3 separate regions of the Mus musculus genome follow, and all the other regions are linked to region 2. A link is a contact called in public Hi-C and HiChIP or PLAC-seq data. All regions are on one chromosome and are shown on one strand. The core of a region is the stretch at or near the end of the contact, and the rest is flanking DNA. Distances in the headings are between cores, read along the strand shown. Region 1 has its middle 140 kb from the start of Il3ra. Region 2 has its middle 62 kb from the start of Slc4a7. Region 3 overlaps Nek10 (NIMA (never in mitosis gene a)- related kinase 10).

Region 1 (4,661 bases), core at 938-3,437, 150 kb after region 2:
AAAAATTATAAGATTTTTTCTGGTTTTATTACTGTTGTTGTTATTGTTATTCTTACTTATTTATTTGCTTGTTTATTTTTATCAAACTGACATAAGCTAGAGTTGTCTGGGAAAGTTTTCAGCTGAGAAAATGTTTCCATTAGATTCCCTATAGGCAAGGCTATAAGGACATTTTCTTGACTGATGATTGATGTGGAAGGTCCTAGCCCAGTGGGAGCCATTCCACTTCTGGGCAGGTGGTCCTGGCTTGTATAAGAAAGCAGGTTGAGTAAGCCTTGGAGAGCAAGCCAGCAAGAACCATCTCTCCAATATCTCTTTTTCAGTTCCCTTCTTCAGGTTCATGCATTGCCTTCCTACCTTGGTTTCCCCTGATGAACCAAATAAACTCTTCTTCCTCAAGTTACTTTAGGTTATAATGCTTTAACATAGCAATAGAACCCCTAAGATGGACTCTCCTTTTCTGCATGGTGATGGTAGCAGATCTCCAGGTAAGGGGCCACACACAACACCCTGATTATATTAGTATGCTGAGAAGATTAGGGTATCTGTAAATGACCACTGAGGACACTATATCTCAGATCTAGTTGTGTGTGTGTGTGTGTGTGTGTGTGTGTGTGTGTGTGTTATTTCTACCTTCAACAGGTACTCAACATGTACATACATCTTTAGCCCAAACGTTATACATCCTCAAACATGCCTTCTAATTTGAGTCAATGGTCAAATAAGCTCTGTATACTGCCTTCAAATGCTCAGAAAGAGGACAGTACTCAAGACCAAGTTTGTTAGAATTTAGTGATGAAATTGGTACAGAGATAGACTTGTTGGGTTTGCTCACTCAGTCCCACCTGAAAGAAACATGAATGAGAAACTGGGGATTCATACTGAGGACAAAGTGAGGCAGGCTGAGTAATTTACAAAAACTGGAGTATGTGCTGCCAATTTCTTTTGCTGTATTATCATTAGTATATTTCTGCTGTATCATGAATACATGTTAGAGCAGAGACACAGGCACAGACCCTGAGATCAACTGCAGAGGAGTTGAAAGGAACAGGCCAGAGGCAAATGAGTATTTTAATAGCAAATGAGAATGACTCAGGCCCTGGCTTACTTCTTCAGGCACCTTCAACTCTCTGACCTCTGCTTTATCATGCTTTCATGCCCAGGCACCAGGGAAAGGGCAAAGTAGAGATTCATAATGGTAAGTATCTGCCCTGCCCATTATTATTTTTTTCAATAAAGAATTTTAACTGGTACACAAGTAGAAAAATTATAAACATCAATACAGTACCCAATAATATATCTCAAGAGCTATATACACTGTATAATCAAGTTAAAAAGATCTTGCTCTGTTGGAATTCTGTCTAAACTCTACCCCCACAGTTCCTGGCAGCAGCCAGGTAGGCTTGACCCAGTATAAAAGGGCTGCTTGGCCCCTCTTCTCTCTCTTATGCTCTTGCCTTTCTCTTGTCTCTTGCCCCCTTGCTCCACCTCTCTTCCTCCCTCTCTCCACGTGGCAAGGCAGGCCTCCTGTACTCTCCCTATCTCTGCCTTTCTTTGTCTCTACTACTCTCTGAATTCCTCTCCCCTTGCCCTGAATAAACTCTATTCTATACTATAACGGTGTGGGTCTGGTCTCTCAGGGGGAAGAGCTGCCTTGGCATGGGCCCGCCGAGGTACCCACTTCTCCCACACTCCACAAGAACATATTCATATAGCTCTTTCTCTTTTTATAATCACAACATTGGTGCTGTGATTCAGATCCAAAAACTCTGCAGGTTTGCATCCCATCTCAGCCACATGCTTGCTAGCCCAGATCTGGTAAGCCCCCACTTCCACTGGTCAGAGTGACCATCTGGATGGTCCCAGAGAAGATTTCTTGATCTCAGAGCTACCCCTGTGTTTTCCCTTGGGTGACATTTCCCTTTCCTCTTTCTTGAGGCTGAGAATTCAAGACTAGGTCTGTAAACCCCCCATCTGTCTCGCCCTTGGGCCAGTCTGCTATATAGCTGAGCCTTTCCCCTTCTCCCTCTCTCACTTGCAGCCTGCTAGTTTAGATGGTTTGCCTGTAAAACAAATTTGCCTGCCTCTGCCACGGACCCTGTTTGCTGACCTCCCCAACTCCTTGGCTTTCTGCTTGGAGTCTGTCTCGCCTGGGACTGTCCATGCTTGGTTCCCTCAGCCTGTTTATGCTCTGCTGGTCCTGGCCTCTCTATGCTACTTTGGGTCCTTATTTTCCCCTAACACCGTGGGCTGTGACTCCCAGCTGCTGGTAGGAAGTTCCACCCCACAGTGGCACAACCTTCTCCTGCGCTCATGTGCACGAGGGAGCTCCCACAGGAGCTGCTGCCATTCAGTTCCCAGCCTCTGCCATGTGGGTTATGCCAATCAGCCGAGCCCAAACCAACCATTCAGTTACACATTTTCTGCTACCAGACTGCAGAAGTCTGAAAACACACACCGGCATATTGATTGATAAGGAGTTTCTCCAGTTGGTGGGAGGGATCCTATGTGCCCAGATAGCTCCTGGCCAGCCTCCTGTGGGCTAAGGTGATGACTTTCAATGCCCCAGTTCTTAAGAGCAGCCTCCTGGCTGACCTACAAGTTAGGACATCGGACCTTTGGGTGACTTCCTTCTCGAAGGCAATTCATAAACACTTTTGGCTCTTGCAGCTGGCCGGAAAATCCTGGTACCAGGTTAAATTGCTTTCTAACAATTTCCAGGAAATTGCCCGTCGCTGAAGTCTCTAGTTATTCATATGACCTGAATTTCTAGTTTGACTGTATACTGACCCGTTACTGAGTTCTTTACTTGGGACCCTGGTATGAAAGGTTCAGTGACACCCCCATCCGCTGTCACCCAATGGACGCTAAAGTGTTCTTAAACATATTTTAAGGGATCTTCACACATACTGCCAGCAGTCTGGTAAATAAACAAAAGGCCAAAGCGCTTACCTATTCATGCTCCCTGCAGGTTCAGTTTATGTCACAGGCTTAAATCTGCCTGGACAACTCATTTTCTTTCACCACAATTTTATGTCACTGTTGCCAGCTCTCTTATACTGGTTCTAACCATATGCCTCTTTGCTAAAGTTACCTAGAGTTTTCATTTCTATCCTGTCTTAATATGATTTTTACTACTGTCATTAACTTCTGACTGACTGCACAAGCTGCCATTGAGGCCATTGGCTAGTGGACTCTGTCATTTTTAAAATAATATAACTGCTAAATTATTGTTTATTCTTTCTCAAACTTCTGACTACATTGACAGATAGACAGCTATTTCCTTACCTAAACTCTGTTTCCATTAATTTAACGCTTCATATTTCCTCTTCTTGCTATGCCACTGTTCTAATATCTGAGTTCCTACAAATTTGCCTAACTCTAATAAAACATTCCACTATATGATCCAACTTATAATCTTGTTCCTTGTGCTCCAGAAAAGGTTCATCTTAAAGACTGTTCATGTGGTTAACTCATGCTGTTATCTCTCTTATAAACTTATAAGCTACAGGAAACCTACTCAGATCTACTTCTCATGGACCAAATAGCCTACCTCCAGATAAGTACATCTGCCCAAAGTTCCCACTTGCTACCTATTCCTAAGGGTAGGACTCCTCTGGGTTTCAAATGGACATTTTAAGAAAAATTTTTTCTTTCTCCCAAATGTACTTAATCTTATTCTCTACCGATAACAATGTGCTCCAGCATCTTGTCAAGTCCGGCACTTGCTACATCCAGGACCACTCCAGAGAAGCAACCTCACATGCTCCAATCTCCTCTCAGCAATGCTTCTTACTGGACCTGTTCTTCCAACCTATCCTCACATGGTGCCACAGACCCTGGACATCAAGGAAACAGCCAACTCTCCAAAGACTGGACAAACACCCCCCCCCCATACTCATTTCTCTAGGTTCTCCAGAGACACTGTCACCCCAATGTTAGCATGAAGCAGCCAGATATCACCAATGACCCTATTCCTGCTTCACCATCACCTCTTTCTAATTTTTTTCTTTTTTAACTAAACCAAAATGGGGGATTGTTGCTATTCTGTCTAAACTCCACCCCCACACTTCCTGGCAGCAGCCAGGTATGCTCCTCTCCACAGTTACCTGGCAGCAGCCAGGTAGGCTTGGCCCCTCCTTTCTCTTATGTTCTTGCCTCTCTTGCCTCTTGCCCCCTTGCTCTTCCTCTCTTCCCCCCTCTCTCCACATGGCCATGACTGGCCTCCACTTCTCTACTCTCTACTTCTCTCTGCCTTTCTCTGCCCCTTCTACTCTCTTACTCCTCTCCTCTTGCCCTGAATAAACACTATTCTATACTATACTGGTGGGTGGGTGTGGTCTCTCAGGGGGAAGGGATGCCTTGACATGGGCCTGCCAAGCCACCCACTTCCCCCACACCCTGCCAGAACATATCTTAATAGCTCTTTCTCTTTTTATGATCACAACAAGCTCTTAAGAGCATTACTTTTTTATTGTAACATATTCAAAATATTTTTTCTGTGTTTTGAGATGCAGCATACATAGCTGCTTTCTAGAGTTACCCAGTCATGCAATATTACACCAGCACTTCATACCCCCAAGTAACTGCAACTTTAAATTTATTGATTGAATTTTTCTCATTCTACTTCCCCTTCTTACAAAGTTTTGTATTTGATGAAG
Region 2 (4,423 bases), core at 1,644-4,143:
TCTAGTTTAGTTTAACCAACACTTATCAGATCAAACATTTTTATGCTTACTTTATTCTTCCAGCAAATTAATAAGGACAGGAACTCTGAAAAGTTAAGTACATTAATATTCATATAAAAATATAATAACAATGAAGTATTGGCAATTAAGAAGGAAATATTTATTACACAACTGATTTCTCCATTCAATTGATTTCAGTATGTACTAGAGAATATTAAATCACCTGAAAATTTTAAGCTAAATTTCCACAAAATTGATTTGCCCAGAATTATTTCCTTATTAGTTGCATTATTTATTATGTATCTGCCTTCATTTAGGGTTCTAGCCTAGGTTTTCTGTGGACAGCGGAAAAGATTGCCTTTCAGAAGAACAGGCCTACCTAGAGTTATGCATAATCTATCTAGATAAAAAGTCACATCCATTGCACAAGAGGTTCAGAACGAGTTCAGCCGTAGCTAGGAGACCTTCCATTACAGGAGGCTATATGTTGTAAGGATGCTTCCCTTACAACTGCAGGAAGAGGGATGGATTTACTGTGACTTTTCTAGAGCAGGTGGTCCTGAGCTTCTGAGAGCAGCAGTGATTCCAAGGCAGATGGGAAGGGAGCTCTGAAGAAGCCCCTGTGAGCAGTGTCTTCCTTTATTTCCAAGGAGCAATGCTCAATTACTTTGAAGCTCTAAAAATGGTTTCAAACCACATCCAGACATGAGCCCCACATCTGAGATTGTCCAGAATGCTATGACAAAACGGATGACTAAAGATGTTCAACATCCTTAATCATCAGGGAAATGCAAATCAAAACAACCCTGAGATTCCACCTCACACCAGTCAGAATGCCTAAGATCAAAAATTCAGGTGACAGCAGATGCTGGCGAGGATGTGAAGAAAGAGGAACACTCCTCCATTGTTGGTGGGATTGCAAGCTTGTACAACCACTCTGGAAATCAGTCTGGCGGTTCCTTAGAAAATTGGACATAGTACTACCGGAGGATCCAGCAATACCTCTCCTGGGCATATATCCAGAAGATGTCCCAACCGGTAAGAAGGACACATGCTCCACTATGTTCATAGCAGCCTTATTTATAATAGCCAGAAGCTGGCAAGAACCTAGATGCCCCTCAACAGAGGAATGGATACAGAAAATGTGATACATTTACACAATGGAGTACTACTCAGCTATTAAAAAGAATGAATTTATGAAATTCCTAGCTAAATTGATGGGCCTGGAGGGCATCATCCTGAGTGAGGTAACATAATCACAAAAGAACTCACACAATATGTACTCACTGATAAGTGGATATTAGCCCAAAACTTAGGATACCCAAAATACAATAAGATACAATTTGCTAAACGCATGAAACTCAAGAAGAACGAAGACAAAAATGTGGACACTTTGCCCCTTATTAGAATTGGGAACAAAACACCCATGGAAGGAATTATAGAGACAAAGTTTGGAGCTGAGACGAAAGGATGGACCATCTAGAGACTGCCATATCCAGGGATCCACCCCATAATCAGCTCCCAAATGCTGACACCATTGCATACACTGGCAAGATTTTGCTGAAAGGACCCAGATATAGCTGCCTCTTGTGAGACTATACCGGGGCCTAGCAAACACAGAAGTGGATGATCACAGTCAGCTATTGGATGGATCACAGGGCTCCCAATGGAGGAGCTAGAGAAAGTACCCAAGGAGCTAATGGGATCTGCAACCCTATAGGTGGAACAACATTATGAACTAACCAGTACCCCGGAGCTCTGGACTCTAGCTGCATATATATCAAAAGATGGCCTAGTCGGCCATCACTGGAAAGAGAGGCCCATTGGACACACAAACTTTATACGCCAGGGCCAAAAAAATGAGAATGCGTGGGTAGGGAAGTGTGGGGGGGTAGGTATAGGGGACTTTTGGGATAGCATTGGAAATGTAATTGAGGAAAATACGTAATAAAAAATATTTTAAAAAAAGATGAGAAAGTGAAAAAAAAAGATATTCTAAGAAACTCTGGCATGGGCAGTTACTTACATCTGAGTCAGTTGCTTGCAACTGTACTGTTTATCTATGCATTGAAGATAATGGTTCCAAATAATTCCTTGTGTGGTTGAACGCTGAAACAGTCACTTGACACTTTCTTCAGGATAAATACAGCTGATCCCTTAGTGAACAGATTCTTCAGGGAAGTTAGACGAAGCTTCTAAGTCTACCTACAAAGTAGTTGCAACCCATACTAGAATGACTTAGGAGGAAGTCTCCTTGGGTGTGCTGCATGCAGAGCATGAAGGAATAACTCTGGAGAGGTCTGTGGGGATTTTTGTCTCTTGCCCTTGGTCCTAACTTGTGTCAAGGCTCATGTATTTCTCAGTGATGTAGGCCAAAGGATGAAGAAGGCAGTTAAGTACAAGGTCCAGCCCTTGGCTTTGCTCCTGACTTTTCTACTGCTTTGACTGCATCATGCGATGCTCTCCCAGAGAGCTGGCCTTTTACAGCTCTGTCAGGGTTCACTGAAATTGGAATGAGAATGGATTCTCAAGCAATGAGAATCAAGTTCAAATCCACTAACCTTGAAATGTACTGCAGTCCCCGAGAGCTGAGTTTCTGTATCTCATTTGGCAGCAAAACCCAAACTCACCTGGACTTGTTTGAAAGAAGTACTTTACCTACTCTGACATAATATTACTTAAAGACATTAGTTAACCCTCTCTACTTCTTCCTCAGCTCTTCCTCCCTTCTTCTCTTCTTTCACCACTGTCACCAGCACCATCCCTGTTAGAGGAGCTGCTATGCCAGACACTGTAGACTTCAATTTACCCTCATAACCACTAGGAAGGTGCTAGTAATGACCTTGCAGTTTGCAGATAAGAAAACTGTGGCTCATAACATGTATGTGGTCAATTTTACCAGGAAGTAAAAGCACAGGAGGCTATGTCAATGGTGTTCCCTTTCCATATTGCACCACCATAACAGTTCCCATTTTAAATGGATCCATTTGTCCCTTTTAAAATCATCAGCAGGATATTCAGTCAAAGAACATCTTCATATACCATGTACTAGAATCTGCTCTTCTTCAGCTGCAAGTGACAGAAACACAAAGTAGTCAAATGACTACAAAAGGACTTCATCAGCCTCTGCAACTGGGAAGCTCAAGGGGTGGGGATTTTGTTTCACAAACAGTTGGCCTCAAGACAGCAAGCTTAATCCTCCGTGCTGTCTTCTCTGTTAAGTGCTGTGAAGCTCAGAGCACAGCTAAATCTACTTCCTTGAAAGTCACAGAAAAGGGAACATACCATGCCTCCCCCGCATCAGGAGTATAGTCCTGATGTTAACTAGCCAGACTGAGTCCCACTTCACTACTAGCAAGCAGGAGGCTGGGCAACTTGATATGCTGAAAACAGCTTAGCTACTCCCTGGAGAAAGGAGAGCAAGGTCCGTCCCCACACCCACTCCCTTGCATGTGAGCCTGGGAGCTGCCATCTGTGACCTGGAACCCAGACTCCTTCCTGACTGGCTAGGCAAGCTGCATGTGCTTCCTTTCCACAGGATGAAGTTTCTCTTCTTTTATGCAGATGTTTCCACCTTCTCTGCTTGTCTTGCTGGCTAAGCATGGTCCATGCCTGGATGATGTAGACACGGACCAAGTGAAAACCAGAACCTCTTGTCTTCAATGTGGTTCAAATTCTGTTAAGAGCACTTGCCATCTGTTGGGATGAGTTTGTCTGTGGCTTAGGGTTTGAGCATGGCCCTGTGACCTGTGTTCCTGCAGTGTGAGCCAAGGGTGCAGAGGCTGTCTTTCTGGCCCATAAAATCAGAGATCATTCTTTATTGCATCTAGCAAGAATTTGCCATCTGGCATCAAGATATCTGCAACAGGGGCCAACAGCTACAGAGACTTTCCCTGCCCTTTTGGTAGCTTGCCATGGTGCCCTCCTCTTTGTTGAATCTGGACCTTAGTACAGAATTGTCTTTCTGATTATCTTGACATATGAGAATTGGCTATTATGCTAGGCTACTGAACCAAAATGTCAGCCAGTCATTTGTGGCAGTATGTGAATCCCACGTGAATTACGCAGATACTAACTCCAGAGGGGCAGTGTTCATGTGGTACTTAACAGTTGCTCAATCTTGCTCTAAGCTCTGCGTGGTGGGGCTTGAAAACGAAGAGCAGAATTCCTTCTCTCAAGGCAAGTGCCATCTTTCTATGCAGGCTAATCTTCACAGAAGGAATTAGAGAACAAGTTTATGCTGTGTGGAAGCCACTGACTCAGAATGAGTTGGCACAGGACTTAAGTAACAGGTTCTAATCTTTCATGTTAAGGATGTGTGAGAATCCACAACAGGATCGAGGGCCAAAAATTCACAACCATATAGGCTGGGTATGTGAACAGGAAATATGATAGGTGTATCAAATTGAGCTGTAAAAGCCTT
Region 3 (4,473 bases), core at 1,646-4,145, 220 kb before region 2:
GTTCAGAAAACCGCATTATAAATTGCATTTTGTATGGTGACATAGATTATGTCATACAAACTTACCCACGGATCACGCTATGATGTTGCAATAACACAGACTAAAGCACCTACCCATGACAGAGATTACTGCTAGGCCCCTCTCGAGTAGAGAGACCTGGACTCTGATTTTATGTTAGGGTTTACAAGGGTTTAGCACTGTTTGGGTTTTTGGTTTTCTTGTTGCTGTTTTTGTTCTCTGAATACACTCCTTTAAAGCCAATTTGAACTACTAATAATGATATGTGACATGTGTCTTTTCTGACTGTTGGACATACACAAAATACACACATACACAATCTGCCTGCAAAGGACAGACATCTCCCATCCTGCCCACTGGCTTCTCCACCAGTCTCACACTGCAGCATGAATGTAAGCACACTGTTCTTCCTGTTGCCTTTCACAGGATTGCAAAAATGAATAAACCATATAGCATCTCTCTTACGGACATTTATAGATTCCCAAGTTTCACCATTCCAAGAAATACATATTGCCTGCACTATGCTTAGCTGTTTGTTTTCATTTTCTCAAATTATAGTCTTCTTCATCATAGTTTATAACTTGGTAATATTATACATATTTTAAGTTTCCTTCAATTTATTTTGGAAGTCGTCAGGTTAAGTGTTTTGTTTTTGTAATGACTTGTACTTACTTCAGTCTAAGTCAGGAACTAAATCTGATAGCTTTAATTACAGGAATAATCCCGATATTAAGAACTAGCACGTAAGGAGGAAGGAGTCCATCTAAATCACTTAAAGAAGGGAAATGGGTAAAAACATAGCAATTGAGCTGCATACAGAACAGCTTCTGTTTAGTATTGAGACAGGGTCTCTCTATGCAGCCATGCCCAGCCTGAAACTCACTATGTAGATCAGGTTGTCCTCAAACACACACAGTCGGCCTCTGCCTCTCAAGTGCTGGGATTAAAGGACTGAGTCACCATGCCCGGCTAATACTTCAGGATTTTATGCTACAGATGGTTAAGTTCAATACTTCCTTCACTTGTAAACAAGCGACTGAGTTTGGCTTTGTTTGACTGTGCTCTCCATCCCACAAGCAGGAAACAAGCCAGCCAGCCTGCAGGCTCAGCCAGGACTCTGGCGCCACCTGGTGGCATCTACTGAAATTTGTGAGAAAAAAAAAAAAAAACCTTGAAGGCGGAGTCCAATCCATTTTATTAGGGGTGGAAAATGCCACTAGATGCTGCTGTGAGCTTGCAAAAAGAAAAATAAAACATCATGCTTTAGTTCTCTTTTCTCTTTTTCTTCTACAGTTCCTTTTCTGTACAATAATTTAATTATTTTTGTTTATTCACACTGTGCCTCTATATAATACAGATCAAAATATTTTAAGTATTCTCAGGTCATCAATTAAAAAATTATTTTACTGCTTAAGAAAGCAATGCCTAATAATAAAAGCCAGTAGAAAATAGCTGAATGGGTTTATTTTCTGCCAACATAATATAAATGTATATAAATAACAAACATATGTTTCCTTACTTAGAAAGCAATTCATACTTACTTTCCAAAAATGTTTTATAATAACGTACAACATTGGGATGATAAAGCTGTAAGAAAACAAATAGCAAACACTTATCAGACTCTTCAAAACACAAGCTTTTGTACACTGAAGTTTCATCTAAGACTGCCAGCTGCCATTTAAGGTTTTAAATGACTTTTTTAAGTTAATGAAAGAGACAGTGTCCTCCATGCCTTTGTGAACCAGGCTAGAAGATGCTGCACTTCCTAATGGGCAGTGGACAGGTTTAGGACTGATCAGTTCCTTAACGATTCCCTTAGCATGCTCTGCCCCAGGGTTGGGCCTCAGCTACACAGGGAGGGAGAAAGTTCTAAAAAAGAAAAATGGTGTAAAATGTCTCCAACTATTTATTTAGAATGTAGTTTCTAGGTAAAGTGTCTTGTTTCAGAGGAATTGCCATGATGTCTATAAATGGTTTGTGCCTCTGAGTGTCCCTCTGAGTGGGGCCCACGTAGCTGCTACTCACACCAACCCAGCGGTCTCAGGGTTATCAGCAGCAGAGTAGCCAGGATGTGGCTTCCCAGGCAGCAGTGACATTTGTCTGTCCCTCAGCCCTGGAAGTGTCCTTTCTGCTGCTTTTCCCACTTGGGATGGGAAGGTGTCACCAGCAGTTGCATGGAACAGGGAATAATGCCAACTTGTGCCATTCTCTAAGCCTGGTAGTTCGAAGCCTCTGTGCTGTGCTCATTGTCACCTCTTAGCAGACAGGGTCTCTCACTCCCGTACCTATGGCTTCTGTATTCCATGACATCCTTCTTTTTGGTTCAGGTGGCTCCCACAGGAGGGACAATCTTCAGTGACATCAAAATCTAAACTGTGGCACCCTGATTGGCCTCTTCTGGACCCTTTTTCTTAGGAAACGCACTTAAACAAATTAGCACCCAAATCAACTAGCAAGTGGGGACAGGATGAGTTTCTGAACGGATGGGATGGCTTCTTGCGATCTAATCCATTAGTGGTGACTTTTGTTGTAACTTAGTGATGTCAAACTATAGGTTTCAATGAATAAAGACCATGTTTGTGACACCAAGCAAACATGACTGCAGGGCGCAGTGAGGCTGGCAGCTTCCTAGAACTTAGAAACAGAAATGCACAAACAAGGAGAGCTGGGAAAGGAACCAGCATCTTCTCGGATTACAGAAAGAATTCCCATTTCTCGCCTGCGCTCCGTTTTCCTCCAATACTCCTTCATAATGACAGCTAATTGAGCGATTATGTCACATATTCATGATAATAAAAATAACCCAGAAGACAGTGGGGCCCACCCCTAATCTCAGCACTTAGGACAGGGAGCCAGGAAAGGGGGGGGCGGGTCCTGAAGGTCAGTCTGTACTACAGAGCAGGGCTAAGACCAGCCTAGACTACACAAGCCTGCTCTAGAAAGGGGAAATGAAACAAAACCTACATTTTAGATTTAATAAGCCAGACTTGAGGGGTGTCAACAGGTTGGCTTTAGCTGACTGAAGTTGGAGGGTGGTCTTTCTCAAATTCCCAGCACTCCATTAAGGGTGTCTTTCTCCTGTTCCTATGCAGTAACTCAGTAGCTAAGCATACATGGTGTGTTCTGGTTTGTAAGCTCAACTGTTTTGCATCCAAGGCCCTGCTATAAACTCCTAAAAGAGTTTCCATGACTCAATAACAAGCTTTAGGAAAAACACTGGCAAAAATATCACTGCACCAATGTCCAGTATTTCATACCGAACTGATTTATAAACGGCATGGACAAGAACAGCAGCAGAGCTCAGCTTCAATGACATTTATATCAGAGACATCTCAGAAATAAGACAATATTTACCTGCTCCTTAATTATTGTTAATTCAGAAACAATGTTCTTGACACTGCTGTCTCGGTCTTTCTTATCCTTTCCAAATGCTGGGTTATGCAAATTGACCTCCTTCATTGCTAAAAGATTTTGACCACTACGCTTTCTAACCTACAATAAGGAAAGCAATTAATTAAATGCTGAGAATTGAGGGTTAGACAAAGACAGATGAACTAGAATAACAAAATTACATACATGGTTAACCAACACATAGCATGAGAGTCTAGCTGCATTTACACTAAGCTGAGAGAGCTCAAACCTGTTACCTTCTGGTCTGGTCCCCACTGCAGGACTCAACAGGCTTTCCCTGGGCAGGTGTAGAAACACTGGTGAAAGTTTATAAACTATGTCATGCACTGGGACAAGCTATTTTGATTCATTTTCTGTGAAGGATGCCCTGTCAGGGACCAGGTACTAGAGCTGAGAGCCAAGGCAACACTCACATAATTACCACCCAGTGTTGGATACAACCAGCACTCTCATCTCTATCTGTACTTCTTCACTAGTTTTCAATGATAAGGACTTCAATTAAAATGAGTATGGCCATCTGGAGTGTTACTTCAAATTTGTTTTGAAACATGAGAACTATCTCCCAGGGCAGACTCACCTTATAAACACAGCCAAAAGCTCCACTTCCAAGGTGGTCCAACACAGCATAGTCACCTATGTACTTCAAGGGCGCTTTCTTCTGATTGATGCTTTCAATATTCTCAGCAATTTGCTTCAGCTCATCTTCCTAACCAAGTCATAAAAGGAAAATTGGTTACTACTATCCTGATCCCAGAGCAGCCTGCCCAAATATTTAGAACTCAAGACTTACCAATAGTAAATTCAACTGTGATACCAAGTCCTTATAAGCACCAATATCACGAACGTAATGTCCTATGTCAATGAAGGTCTCAAACAGGTCGGTGGGAAAAAGTCTACAGGGAAACACACACACTTAAAGTGGAGCTGGGGAACAGTGGATCAATGCTTCCCTTCTGGATACAGCTGGCTCACCAACTAACCCTACGAACAAACCTAACTTCATTAGGCAATCAGCAGAGTAAGAAGCAATATGCTCTGGCATAT

What was found. HiChIP or PLAC-seq counts read pairs in DNA pulled down with a chosen protein or histone mark. A called contact is a pair of places that touch in the nucleus more often than the background predicts.
Region 1: a CTCF HiChIP or PLAC-seq map of large pre-B cells shows a contact between it and region 2, with 4 times the contacts expected there. The contact joins two enhancer-like sites. A contact is called at or near these places in 2 of 15 datasets of contacts at CTCF or cohesin (CD8 T cells and large pre-B cells), 2 of 484 Hi-C or Micro-C datasets (both in nephron progenitors) and 3 of 115 datasets of contacts at active chromatin or transcription factors (the 230-238 cell line, CD8 T cells and large pre-B cells).
Region 3: a contact with region 2 is called in a Hi-C map of muscle stem cells, with 2.3 times the contacts expected there. The contact joins two enhancer-like sites. A contact is called at or near these places in 11 of 484 Hi-C or Micro-C datasets (the Ba/F3 cell line, cortical neurons, embryonic fibroblasts and 4 more), 1 of 115 datasets of contacts at active chromatin or transcription factors (fibro-adipogenic progenitors) and 1 of 9 other capture datasets (adipose tissue).

What each region holds. Positions count from the first base shown.
Region 1 is chr14:14,487,142-14,491,802 of GRCm38.p6, reverse strand. No RefSeq gene overlaps it. Among named protein-coding and RNA genes, the nearest start is that of Il3ra, 140 kb to the right of the region's middle. Within about 2 kb of position 2,187, at least 4 of the 459 cell types and tissues checked have an H3K27ac peak or open chromatin away from gene starts, as enhancers often do.
Region 2 is chr14:14,639,196-14,643,618 of GRCm38.p6, reverse strand. No RefSeq gene overlaps it. Among named protein-coding and RNA genes, the nearest start is that of Slc4a7, 62 kb to the left of the region's middle. Within about 2 kb of position 2,893, at least 88 of the 459 cell types and tissues checked have an H3K27ac peak or open chromatin away from gene starts, as enhancers often do. A contact at or near this core is called in muscle stem cells, where this site is marked.
Region 3 is chr14:14,860,588-14,865,060 of GRCm38.p6, reverse strand. Nek10 (NIMA (never in mitosis gene a)- related kinase 10) reads right to left here. Exons shown (of 35, transcript NM_001195229.1): 16 at 4,220-4,322; 17 at 4,007-4,135; 18 at 3,373-3,510; 19 at 1,560-1,605. Among named protein-coding and RNA genes, the nearest start is that of Nek10, 42 kb to the right of the region's middle. Within about 2 kb of position 2,895, at least 15 of the 459 cell types and tissues checked have an H3K27ac peak or open chromatin away from gene starts, as enhancers often do. A contact at or near this core is called in muscle stem cells, where this site is marked.